Regions from separate parts of the Zea mays genome. Here region 2 is linked to region 1. Evidence: chromatin contacts called from public Hi-C data. All regions are on one chromosome and are shown on one strand. The core of a region is the stretch at or near the end of the contact, and the rest is flanking DNA. Distances in the headings are between cores, read along the strand shown.

Region 1 (5,845 bases), core at 1,415-3,914:
CACAAAATTCCCGATAACTTCCTCGGGGGTCATTAGTGTGTATCTAGGATTACCACGAATTAATTGAACTTGAGTGGGGTTAAGGAAAATGAGAGATCTTAGAATAACCTTAACCACCTCGTGGTCATCCCACTTCTTGCTCCCGAGGTTGCGTACTTGGTTCACCAAGGTTTTGAGCCGGTTGTACATATCTTGTGGCTCCTCCCCTTGGCGAAGACGAAAACGACCGAGCTCCCCTCGATCGTTTCCCGCTTGGTGATCTTGGTGAGTTCATCACCCTCGTGTGCGGTCTTGAGAAGGTCCCAAATCTCCTTTGCATTCTTCAACCCTTGCACCTTGTTGTATTCCTCCTTGCTTAGAGAGGCAAGGAGTATGGTTGTGGCTTGGGAGTTGAAGTGCTCGATTTGGGCCACTTCGTCCGTATCATAGTCTTCATCCCCTACGGATGGTACCTGTGCTCCAAACTCAACAACATTCCATATACTTTTGTGGAGTGAGGTTAGATGAAATTTCATTAAATCACTCCACCTAGCATAGTCTTCGCCTCAAAGGTTGGCGGTTTGCCTAATGGAACGGAAAGTAATGGAGTAGATCTAGATGTACGAGGATAGTGTAGGGGGATCTTACTAAACTTCTTGCGCTCTTGGCGCTTAGAAGTTATGGACGGCGCATCGGAGTCGGAGGTCGATGTTGATGAAGTGTCGGTCTCGTAGTAGACCACTTTCCTCATCCTCTTGTGCTTGTCGCCTTTCCGATGCGACTTGTGAGAAGAAAATTTTTCCTTCTTCTCTTTGTGGTGAGAAGAGGAAGATCTTTTCTCCTTCCGTTTGGAGGAGTCCTTCTTCTTTTCCTTCCTCTTGGTGCGGGACTCTTCCGATGAAGTGCTCCCTTGGCTTGTAGTGGGCTTGTCGCCGGTCTCCATCTCCCTCTTGGTGTGATCTCCCGACATCACTTCGAGCGGTTAGGCTCTAATGAAGCACCGGGCTCCGATACCAATTGAAAGTCGCCTAGAGGGGGGGTGAATAGGGTGAAACTGAAATTCTCAAAAATAATCACAACTACACGTCGGGTTAGTGTTAGAAATATAATCGAGTCCGCGAGAGAGGGTGCAAAACAAATCGCAAGCAAGTAATGAAGTGAGACACGCGAATTTGTTTTACCGAGGTTCGGTTTTTGCAAACCTACTCCCCGTTGAGGAGGCCACAAAGGCCGGGTCTCTTTCAACCCTTACCCTCTCTCAAACGGTCCCTCGGACCGAGTGAGCTTTCTCTTCTCAATCACTTGGAACACAAAGTTCCCACAAGGACCACCACAAGATTGGTGTCTCTTGCCTCAATTACAAGTGAGTTTGATCGCAATGAAAGAATCAAGAAAGAAGAAAGCAATCCAAGCGCAAGAGCTCGAAAGAACACAAGCAAATCTCTCTCTCTAATCACTAGGACGTTATGTGGAATTTGGAGAGGATTTGATCTCTTGAGTGTGTCTAGAATTGAATGCTAGAGCTCTTGTAAGTAGTTGGGAAGTGGAAAACTTGGATGCGATGAATGGTGGGTGGTTGAGGGTATTTATAGCCCCAACCACCAAACTAGCCGTTTTGGTGAGGCTGTCTGTTCGATGGCGCACCGGACATGTCCGGTGCGACAGCCACGTCACCAAAGACGTTGGGTTCCGACCGTTGGAGCTCTGACCTCTGGGCCCGCCATGATGTCCGGTGGCGCACCGGACATGCGCTGTAGATTGTCCGGTGCGCCAGCATGGGCGTGTTTGACCACTGCGCGCGCAGCGCGCGCATTTAATGCGTCGCAGGTAGCCGTTGGCGCCGAAATAGCCGTTGCCCCGCTGTTACACCGGACAGTCCGGTGTACACCGGACAGTCCGGTGAATTATAGCGGAGCAGCTTCAATAAATTCCCGAGGCTGGCGAGTTCCGGAGGCCGCTCTTCCTTGGAGCACCGGACATGTCCGGTGTACACCGGACAGTCCGGTGAATTATAGCGGAGTCGCCTCTGGAAATTCCCGAAGGTGACGAGTTCGAAGTTTGAGTCCTCTGGTGCACCGGACATGTCCGGTGGCACACCGGACAGTCCGGTGCGCCAGACCAGAGATGCCTTCGGTTGTCCCTTTGCTCTTTGGTTGAACCCAATACTTTGTCTTTTTATTGGCTAAGTGTGAACCTTTAGCAGCTGTATAACTTATGCACTAGAGCAAACTAGTTAGTTCAAATATTTGTGTTGGGCAATTCAACCACCAAAATTAATTAGGGACTAGGTGTAAGCCTAATTCCCTTTCAGTATCCCTCCAACAACACAATTATGCAAAGATATGTTCAAAAAGGAGTTGCTCCTTATCACATATAAAATGAGAGATCAGTTAACATAAGACATTATAACCTGGTTACAAGCATTGTAAACTAACCCCCTTACTCCCCTTGCTCTGTAAATTCTTGCTCTAAAATAAAAATACTGTAGGAAATCCTACAATAAGTTAAGTAAAAAAAGTAAGCAAAACATTATACATCATCTAACAGATGCCTATTCGGATTGGGGATTTGGAGGGCTAACTTTGGTATGGAAATATAACACAACACGATGGCTGCAATCACTGGGATAGTCATTCATCGTACAGGGGCCCATATCTTTACAGGGTTGAGCCTCATATCGGAATGCGGCTGGGGCCTGAAATGGATAGAGATTTTACCGAACCCAGCCCAGTTTCTCCCAGGTCTGGCTGGTGGTGGCGATTGGCGAGTGACTCGTGTGACTCGGCGAGGCCTACATAGCGAGGCACGCCTCCTGCAGTCCTCCTCCTCGTCTAGTCATCTCTCCTCCCCCTCTCATCAGACATCAGAGCCCTTCTTCCTCCGCCTCCCCTTCACCCCCATCTCGCCATACGCTTATCGCCCATCCCCTGATCACCAGCCGCCGCCGCCACCGCCTCGATCCCGTCCGATCCAATCCGGTACGTGTGTCGATCCGTCACCTGATTCTCTCGTCGGGCTGTACCAGATCGGATTAAGGCGTCGTGACCATCTGATCTTACGACTCAGCGCATAGGAGTTTTTCGTTGGTTGTTTGTTGATTCGTCCAAGCTTCACGATTCTTACAATACCCTTTTCTGAATTTTCCAGGTTTTTTCCTTGATAATGCGCGTGGCAACCTTGTCAGTTCAATCCGTCCGTGAAGAACTTATCCTTATTTTCGTTTGCATCGCATCGCTTCTGCGTTTGGGGGAAAAAGGGCCGCGTCCTTGATGTCTACTATCGCGACCCCGCCGCCGCCATCGGCGGCGCAAGAGAAGGCCGCCAGCCGGAATAAGCGAAAGTACCGTGCCGAGACACCATCCACGGAGTTGGGCCCATTCGGGCTGGAGTACCCACTGACGACGGACTGCGTGGGATTCGAGTTTATGTCGCCCGAGAAGGTTGCCATGGCAGCCGCGGTAGCCGCCGCTGAGGGTGTCAGCCTTGACCTCCTCCAGAACTCGTGCGAAAACTGCAAGGATCTCCACCCTACTGCGGAGGACTTGTTGGAGTGCCAGCGATATGTGAATTGGGGTGACCCAAATGAGATGCAGCTGGAGGAGATCCTTCTCAAGAGTCTGGACACCACCTTTGACAATAGTGTGAGTCTGATCACCACAATGGGCTACTCTGAGGCGGCCGCACGTGCTGCTATTATGCGGACAGCTGCGCAATACGACTGGAGGGAGAGCCTTGCTGGGTTTGGAGAGGCGGCGGTTGAGGTTCTCAAGACGGAAGGGGACATGTTGCCAAGGGAGGGTGCCTCTGTTGAAGACATGAGGAAGATTGAGGAGGCTGTGCTTGGCAGTATGGTTACGTTGGTAACTGAGGCTCAGCCATTCAACACCCCAGGCGATGTAATGTATTGCTTGCTTATGTCGGATATGAATGTGGCAAATGCATGTGCCATGGACTATAACAGTTTCTCCCTCCCAGCTGTGTCTGCTCAAGTTATTGCCCAACCAGTCGCGGGAAACTACGAACCCGGTTCAGGTTCAAATTTGTCAGTTTCTATTACCAACCCGCAGACTGGCGTTACTTTCCGTGGAAAACTTACCCCAGTGCCACCTGGCTCGTATGGTGCTATAAAAGCTGATTCATCAACGGCACAAGCAAGCCCGAATGTATCAAATACCGAACCCTCGGTATCGGACAAGACTCAGTGTGTCATCCCGAATATTGAGCCAAAAAAACACCATGTTCCTATATGTGATCATTCAGAGGACCAACCATTTGTTGCTGCTGCGACACAATCTGTGAAAAATGACAAGTCGTCCCCAAGCAAGAGGGGGGGCTCTAAGAGGGACTCCTTTCATCGGCAGAAGTTGACGAACTATGATAAAAGTTCCCGAGCATTGGGTTCCAAAGGCTCTCTTAGGTCTGGCAAGCAAAGCTCTTCAGCCAGTGCAGTATTGGAGAGGAAGTGCAGGTCATTTTCCGATTCTACTACTAGCAACTTGAAGGGCTCATCAAGAGTTGCTAAAGGGTTTGCTGCAAGCATATCTGGATCAGAAGTATCAGTTGACCTTTCCTTTACTGGTACCCTTTCCCCTTCTCCATCATTTGATGCCAAGGTAGTTAGTAACTCAAACTCAGCACCTGCTGCTAGCACAGATCTTTCATTGGCATTGTCCTCAAGTGATAGTTTAACACCATCTTTGAGTCATGATTCCAATACTGAGGTAGTGGACTCTAGTAGCAAAATTAATTTTTCATATGATGAAGAACAGAAGGTCTGGATCCCACAAGATAAAAAGGATGAAATTGTCTTGATTCTTGTCCAGAGGCAGAAAGAACTGCAAGCACATACACGTGACTGGACAGACTGGGCTCAACAGAAAGTGATGCAGGTCGCACACCGACTTGCAAAGGAGAAGGATGAACTTCAGTCACTCAGGAAAGAGAAGGAAGAGGCAGACCGTCTGCAAGAAGAGAGGCATCATTTGGAAGAGAGTACTCGGAAAAAGCTTCTAGAGATGGAGTCTGCAATTTCTAGGGCAAATGCTCAGTTGGAGAAGGCAGAAGCTTCTGCTCGCAGACGTGAGGTTGAGAATGCACAACTTACGTTACAGATGGAAGCTGCAAAGCGACATGCAGCAGAGTCAGCAACAAACATTTCAGAGCTTGTAAAGAAGGATGAGAACAGTCGCAAAAGGTCTCAGCGTTGGCAATCTGACAGAGCCCTGTTACAAGAGGATCTTGCAGCACAAAAGAGCAGGTTATCTCGGGTCCAAGAACACCTTCAGCATGCTAAAGAGCTAAAGGATCAAGTGCAGGTACTAACAGTTCTATTTTTACCTCATTGTAAGTTGTTACCTTATTTTAATTGGAAGCTAAAATAATATAATCATATAACCTATACTTGTTTTTTTTATTCATATAGTTCATGGAAATTTCTTTACTGTTATTGTATTTGACTCTATTAGGCTGCGTGCTGAATAGAATAGCCGGGTCAGTTCTTTCTCTTAGACTGAACACTAAATTTAATAAATATGATGTGGTGTCACTGAGAAACTTGTATGGGATACTAAAAATATCTCGCAATTTGTTGTGTGATGTGATTCTACTTTGTACCAATGCTTCATTATATTTCGTAGTAGATAATGATGTTTTTGTGGCTTGTTTATAGCATGCACACATCGTGATTCTATTAGTAAGGTTTCATTTCACCTTTTTTTGTGTATGTTCTCACAACTTGAGAGATTGGGGGTGTTGAGAAGCTTACGGAATAAATGGTAGATAACTTGTTGTCCTAGCTATGACTGATCTAAGCATACTTAGTATTTCAAAATAAAACTCAATCTATGGGGGTTAAGTCAGCCCTCAA
Region 2 (5,845 bases), core at 1,809-4,308, 560 kb before region 1:
GCGGTGTTGAACGGCGGGAACTCGATGCCGAAGAGGGTCGACGACGAGTTGAGCTTCACAATACCAGGTGAAGCCACAACTGGCGAGACCAGGAGCAGGGACAGCAGCAGCGACCGCACCGCGAGCTGCGCCATAGCTGAGAAGTGGACCGACGGATTAGTCCTTCATGGAACAGCAGGCGACGGCGGGGGCGGTGGTGGGAGAGGAGGTTGGTGGAGGTGGAATTTGGGGGAAAATATAATAAAGAAACGCGGGTCGGGGAAGACGACTGCGGGGGGCGAGATGCGTGGGTTTTGAACGCGGAGAGGAGGCGATGCGGGGTTGGAATCGACGAATTTTTGGGACGGTGGCCGTGGAAAAACGCGGTTTTGTCCACCGGGAAGACGACCAGAGCTGCCCAACGAACCCCTTTTCCAAGTAGTACTAGCGTGTCTGCGTGTGTGACGAGACTGACGACGCTTGGCCAGACCCGTCCATGCGGGCAAAGAACCGAACCCCCACCGCCCCACGACGGGCCGGCAGCGGCGGGGCCCGCGCGCGCCACCACGGCGGACTCCGCCCGGTACCGCTTCTCCATGGACTCACTCGATCTTGTTCTTGCACCGGTTGGGGGTCTTGGCACTGTTGCCGCCGCCGGGGGGCTTCCCCGCGGCCGCGGCGTCGTCGGTGCAATGCACGAACACCTCGCGGGCGATGTCGCCCTAGTCGCTCCACTTAAGCTTGGCGCGGTCCCGCAGCAGCTAACTTGTCTCGAGCAGGCGCACGACGGCACGGGCTGCTCAACACCTCTATCAGAGACTGAATTTTCCCAAAAGGAGAAGCTTACAATTGCAGTGATCGGACAGAAATGTTGAGAAAATCGTTCGATGCACACAATGGCACACCAGAGGGGACACAGAGATTGGAGTAGAAAACAGTACTATTATTTTCAGTGTCTTCAGTACATATACATGTTCTGGATTGCATACTTGGTTTTTTTTTCCGTTCACGTTGACGGATGAGAGGCAGCAACCGGTTCTATCGTCGTGGTCCTCATCAGGTAGTCGTATGCCACCTGTTCGGCTGCTCGGCTGGCAGCTTCTCTAGCCTCGCGTTGTCGTGATCAGGGTGGAACGACCACCGGGCACGAAGGCTTCTGTCTACACGGGTCGACTCGGCGGCGCCTTAACTTTGGTGAGGCTGACAGTGACTAATTTTAGTGGTGACAGTGACGGTGCAACATGAACCAGCCGTGCGGCGCGGTACACCTGCACCATGGATCTGTCTCGTTCGCTGATTATATTCTCCCCAATGATCTTCCATTCTTCCCAGAACTTGTAGGCCACGGATGACGACCGGTCCAATTAATCAGTAACAAAAAAAAGTTTCAGAAGCGGCGGTGTTAAGAATCCAGAAGAGAATCAGATGTATTGTTCAGAATAAATACACTACCAAAACCTCCTGAATCAACCAGCGTATGCCTACCAGATTTTCGGGACAAGCAAACATATATATAGGCTCAATCCGAAGTGTCATTAAACAAAGCATCAAGAGCGGCAGCAAGCCGCTGGGTTGCACATGGTCACGAACATGCAGCACGGGAAACGAGTCATTTTGATACTCTTTTCATTTCGTTTTAATTGTCGCTGGATAGTAACTATCCAGCGACAACTAAAAAGAAATTGAGGGAGTACATATTTTACTGCCTGCACACTGAACCATCGTCAGCATGAAGGTGTTTACCAGCTGCTCGTCAAGGGGCACAATTTATATCAGTTCTATTCTGTGTGTAAGAAAGAAGTGGCCCAGAGCAACATACGTCAAAATTACTGCACGATACATCTGGCAGTATCCCCTTTTGGTCTGCAGGAGATTTCAAAGAACATGTGTGTACACATCGCATTTCATAGAACGACTGTTCACATGTTTTTGAGCCCAAGGTAGCACCAATCATAAATCACAGTTGCTCTCAGAGATACATGCGCATCTTATTCTCTTGTAGTATCACAATTACAGATTGAATAACTGGAGCACAATAAAGAGAGCTCACAAGTTGGGTAACAGAGATATAGACCACAACACTTGGTTACCCATTGCCGCTTATGCCATGTCAGACAATCCACATGAGAAAAAAAATACTGATTTCGACTCAACTGTGCAGGCCCGCCTGGCACAACCAGATGCTCTAAGCAAGGGTGTAGTATTCCCTCTCGTGCTGGTCAGAGTCGAGAGCAACAAGGACATAGATCGCGTAGATGATTCCGGGGACGTAGCCAAGGATTGTGAGCAGCAGGCAGATGCAGAACTCTATCTGTTAAGAAGACAAGAAAGCGTACCGTCAGTATGTTCCAGGGATAGTAAAATGTCATCAACAGAGTTACCACGACAAAAACAGACAATTGTATATGTCACTGCTCCATCCCACGCTGAGTTTCATTCATGGTTCAGATTAGTCAAATTAGTTGTCTGATTTACCCACTCCTTCCCATCAGGAGAAAAATTGTGGTTGCGAAATGGATGCTGCTGGCTTGTCCTATAACAGAGCATCACTGTCACATCACATCAACGTAATGGGCTTCTGAGGGCTACGGAAACATCAAACATGAATTTATGACCTAGTCAAATGGCCAACACGGGAACGAAGCAGATCAGGTACTACAGTTTATGCAGGGATCTACGAGGGCACGGCATAAGATTCAGAGGCAGTTCATCGTTTGACGCCCCTATATTTTGGAATTCAGACCAAGCACGGTCCGAATACGCTTGGAGCCGAACAATCCGCCTACTGAAACCTAGCCCGAAGCTAGGCAGGCTCGCGGGGGCAAACGGGCCGTGAAATCAACTAGCTAGGAATCAACGAGCAGGTCCGCGCCAAGAGGCGTGCGCACGGAGCATCATCGGATCATGGGGTGACCGGTGGCGAAGGGAAGGAAGGGAAGGGGGGCTTACTCTGCAGCAGCCGAATCGGAGGAAGACGCCGAGGGGCGGGAGGATGATGGCGAAGAGGATCTCCAGGAAGGTGCAGCAGCGGCCGTCCGCCATCGCGATCTCAAAGCTGGTCGGGATCGGGACGGATGGTTGTGGAGGCGTGGAGCCCGGGGATCTATCCCTCCTCTGTCCCTCTTTCCTCGCTCCTGAGTGGATTTCGTTTTCTGAAAGAAGAAAACGCGAGCGGGTTTCGTCTCCGTTTCACTTTACGTCTTTACCGGTCGGGCTCGGGTAGGGAAACAGCGAGGCGGACAGCCGGACACGCGGGGTCTCGTGCCGTGCGCACCGCGGAACTCTCCAGTGTCCCGGCACGTGTCTGTCCACCGGTGGTGGGCCGCGGAACACTCCATGGCCCGTCACGGACCGTGATTGTAGATGTCGAGTCAAACACGATCCGTCGTTTTCCTTCCCCTCCGTCCTAATCCATCTCGTTTTTTTCTAGTGGAAATTAGAAAGGCAGTGACGAAGCATTTTGATACTCCGTAGAGTATTATATATTAGGTTTTCTACTTATCATAGCTCAACTTCGTATCTCCATCACTCTCTTTTTTTTTTACTTTAATAACTTTCACAGGCAGTTGGCAGTTGCATCGTAAAGCTAAGACTATGTTAATAAGCTATCCGGGGCTCGTTTGGAAAAAGGGAGTTTTTTTTTTGAAATGGGGGATATATTAATTTTAAGTTTATACAATGAGTTGTAAGTTTTTGAAAACACATCTTCCGGCCTCTGTTACGTAGGAACACACAGCCAGAAGAGAGATTATTTTAGTTATTGACTCATGGACAATTGAAACAGGTTTGTGTGAGTCAGTTGGGTGCACCTAGCTCATACTGCGTCCAGTCAGTCTAATGAACGAGTCAAGCGCTTTGTGGGAATGGACATGATCCTCGCCATCAGGTAGGATGCAGGCAAGGTGAGAATTTTCGAACCGTGTTCAGTTTTGAGTCTTCGTGTCAGTTCATTCAGGGCACCCTGAGAAAGTCCGTCTCTCAACAATACCAGCACGTCTTTATCTCGGTTACAAATCCTCCTTTGCTACAGTTCATTATATCATAATTAAACCTTCATCTAACAGGGCGACCTCGTCTTGTTTTACTTATTTCAGAAATAGTGCTTGCTTCCTCTTATTCCTCTTTTCCTTTTATGCATATTTGATTTCTCGCTTTCCTTGTGTTGGGCACCAAAATAAGAGGCCGGACGGTCCGCGCAAGCGCAGAACAGATTAGGGTTCCGAGTTTCTTGCTATGTTTGTTGGCGAGAATCTCGGGATAAGCTCGGAAATTAGTTTGTAAAGGGTCCAGCCCCCTCCTCTATAAATAGAGAGGCATACGGCCGATTTGTAATCATCAATCGAACCTTCAATCAATATAATTTACATTTTATCCTATGAATAGTTCTAGTCTAATTTAGGTTTAGTCTTCCAATCCCCAAATCCTCCGCTTCTCTTCGACTTCACGTCGATTAGAGGAGTCTAGGTCGGTCTACCCGAGCCTAAACATCACCTAGGATCTCTCCTCCCCGATGGGGTCCCTCCTGGGAGCGAGATCCAGATGCCGCCGACGATCCTCTGTCGCCCCTGCGTACGCGCGGACCGTCCGGCCGTCAGGCAGGGAACCCTAGCCTCGCGATAGCGCCTGACCAGAGAGCACCGCCGCTGGTTCTTGTTGAAGTGTTTGGCGCCCCAAAAGGTGTCAACACACTTTTTGGCGACTTCGCTGGGGACCACATATCTAGACCCATCAAATCGACCCTCAATGGCCGGTTCAAGGGATAGCTCTGAAGTCTCCCACAGCAACATTATAGAGCCGACTTGGGAAACCTTGCCGGCCGACGAACAGCTTCAGTTCGAGGAGCACAAAGAGCGGATGATCTAGGAGGCAAAAACAAAGTTCTTGGCTAACTTCAAAGTGGACAGGAACAACAAGGTCGTCCGACAGCGGCCGGCGGATCCGGCTTCGCTCCGACTCACATCAGATATCCCCAATGTAAGTAATACAAACGAACTGCAATCTCTTAAGAATTATGTAGATGAACAACGAGAGCAAATGCAAAATATCATAGGGGGTATGTGTCGAAGAGGAAATCTCTAGCCAGGTGGCGGAACGCACCCGCCCTAAATCCTAAGATGAGGAGGGGGCCTAAGCGTTTTGCCTGTCTGCTAGATGGTCGATGAAAGCACGAGAGCACACAAGAGTTTTAGAGTGGTTCAGGCCGCCGGAGCGTAAAACCCTACTCCACTGTGTGTAGTATTGAGTATGAGAGTCTAAGTTGGTCTGCCTTGTAACGTTGTGTGCCTTCCCTTTTATAGCCCAAGGGAGGCACATACAAGGTTGCTGAGCCCCGACATGTGGGCTCAGGGACATAATGGAAGAAATACATGGAGCAACTAATGCAGGTGACACCTGAGAGATCTTCTGGCCCCAGATATCCGCAGCCCGCGCAGTGTTGATACACAACGGTAGCTTCCTTGGTGCGTATGAGTGATGATGAGTATAGTGCATGTGACAGCATGGGCGTGCCGCCTGCCAATGGAATGGACAGGCATGCCGCCTGCCAGCGGAATGGATAGGTCTCATTAAATGCTGAGGTGGCACACTGCTTGCCAGTGGAATGAATAGGTCGCTGCCTGACAGCAGAACGGACAGGCCTCATTAAATGCCGAGGGGACACCTCGCCTGTCAGCGGAATGGTCAGGCGGCGCGCCTTATCCGCAATAAATGCAGGGGCCACGTAACCCGGAGGCCTTACGTCAGGCACGACCTGCTAGCTTACATCATGCGCAGTAGGCCACGTGGCAGCATCGGGTCTCCGTCTGGGCGGGGAGCAGAAGCGTGTGCGGAGAGGTCCGCACCAGACTAGGTTTGGACACGTGTCGGT

What was found. Hi-C and Micro-C count contacts between places; a contact is called where the count stands out from the background.
Region 2: a contact with region 1 is called in a Hi-C map of tassel, with 2.5 times the contacts expected there. The contact joins the promoter of LOC100303875 here to the promoter of LOC103647645 in region 1. A contact is called at or near these places in 2 of 25 Hi-C or Micro-C datasets (ear and tassel).

Annotation. Positions count from the first base shown.
Region 1 is chr2:204,446,393-204,452,237 of Zm-B73-REFERENCE-NAM-5.0, reverse strand. It overlaps LOC103647645 (putative E3 ubiquitin-protein ligase RF298), which reads left to right and starts at 2,664. Exons shown (of 3, transcript XM_008672149.2): 1 at 2,664-2,957; 2 at 3,127-5,294. The coding sequence starts at 3,249.
Region 2 is chr2:205,003,774-205,009,618 of Zm-B73-REFERENCE-NAM-5.0, reverse strand. LOC100303875 (Hydrophobic protein RCI2B) reads right to left here and starts at 3,058. Exons shown (of 2, transcript NM_001320456.1): 1 at 2,929-3,058; 2 at 1,951-2,290. The coding sequence starts at 3,021. The coding sequence ends at 2,165. LOC103647650 (aspartic proteinase nepenthesin-2-like) reads right to left here and starts at 181. Exons shown (of 1, transcript NM_001319754.1): 1 at 1-181. The coding sequence starts at 134.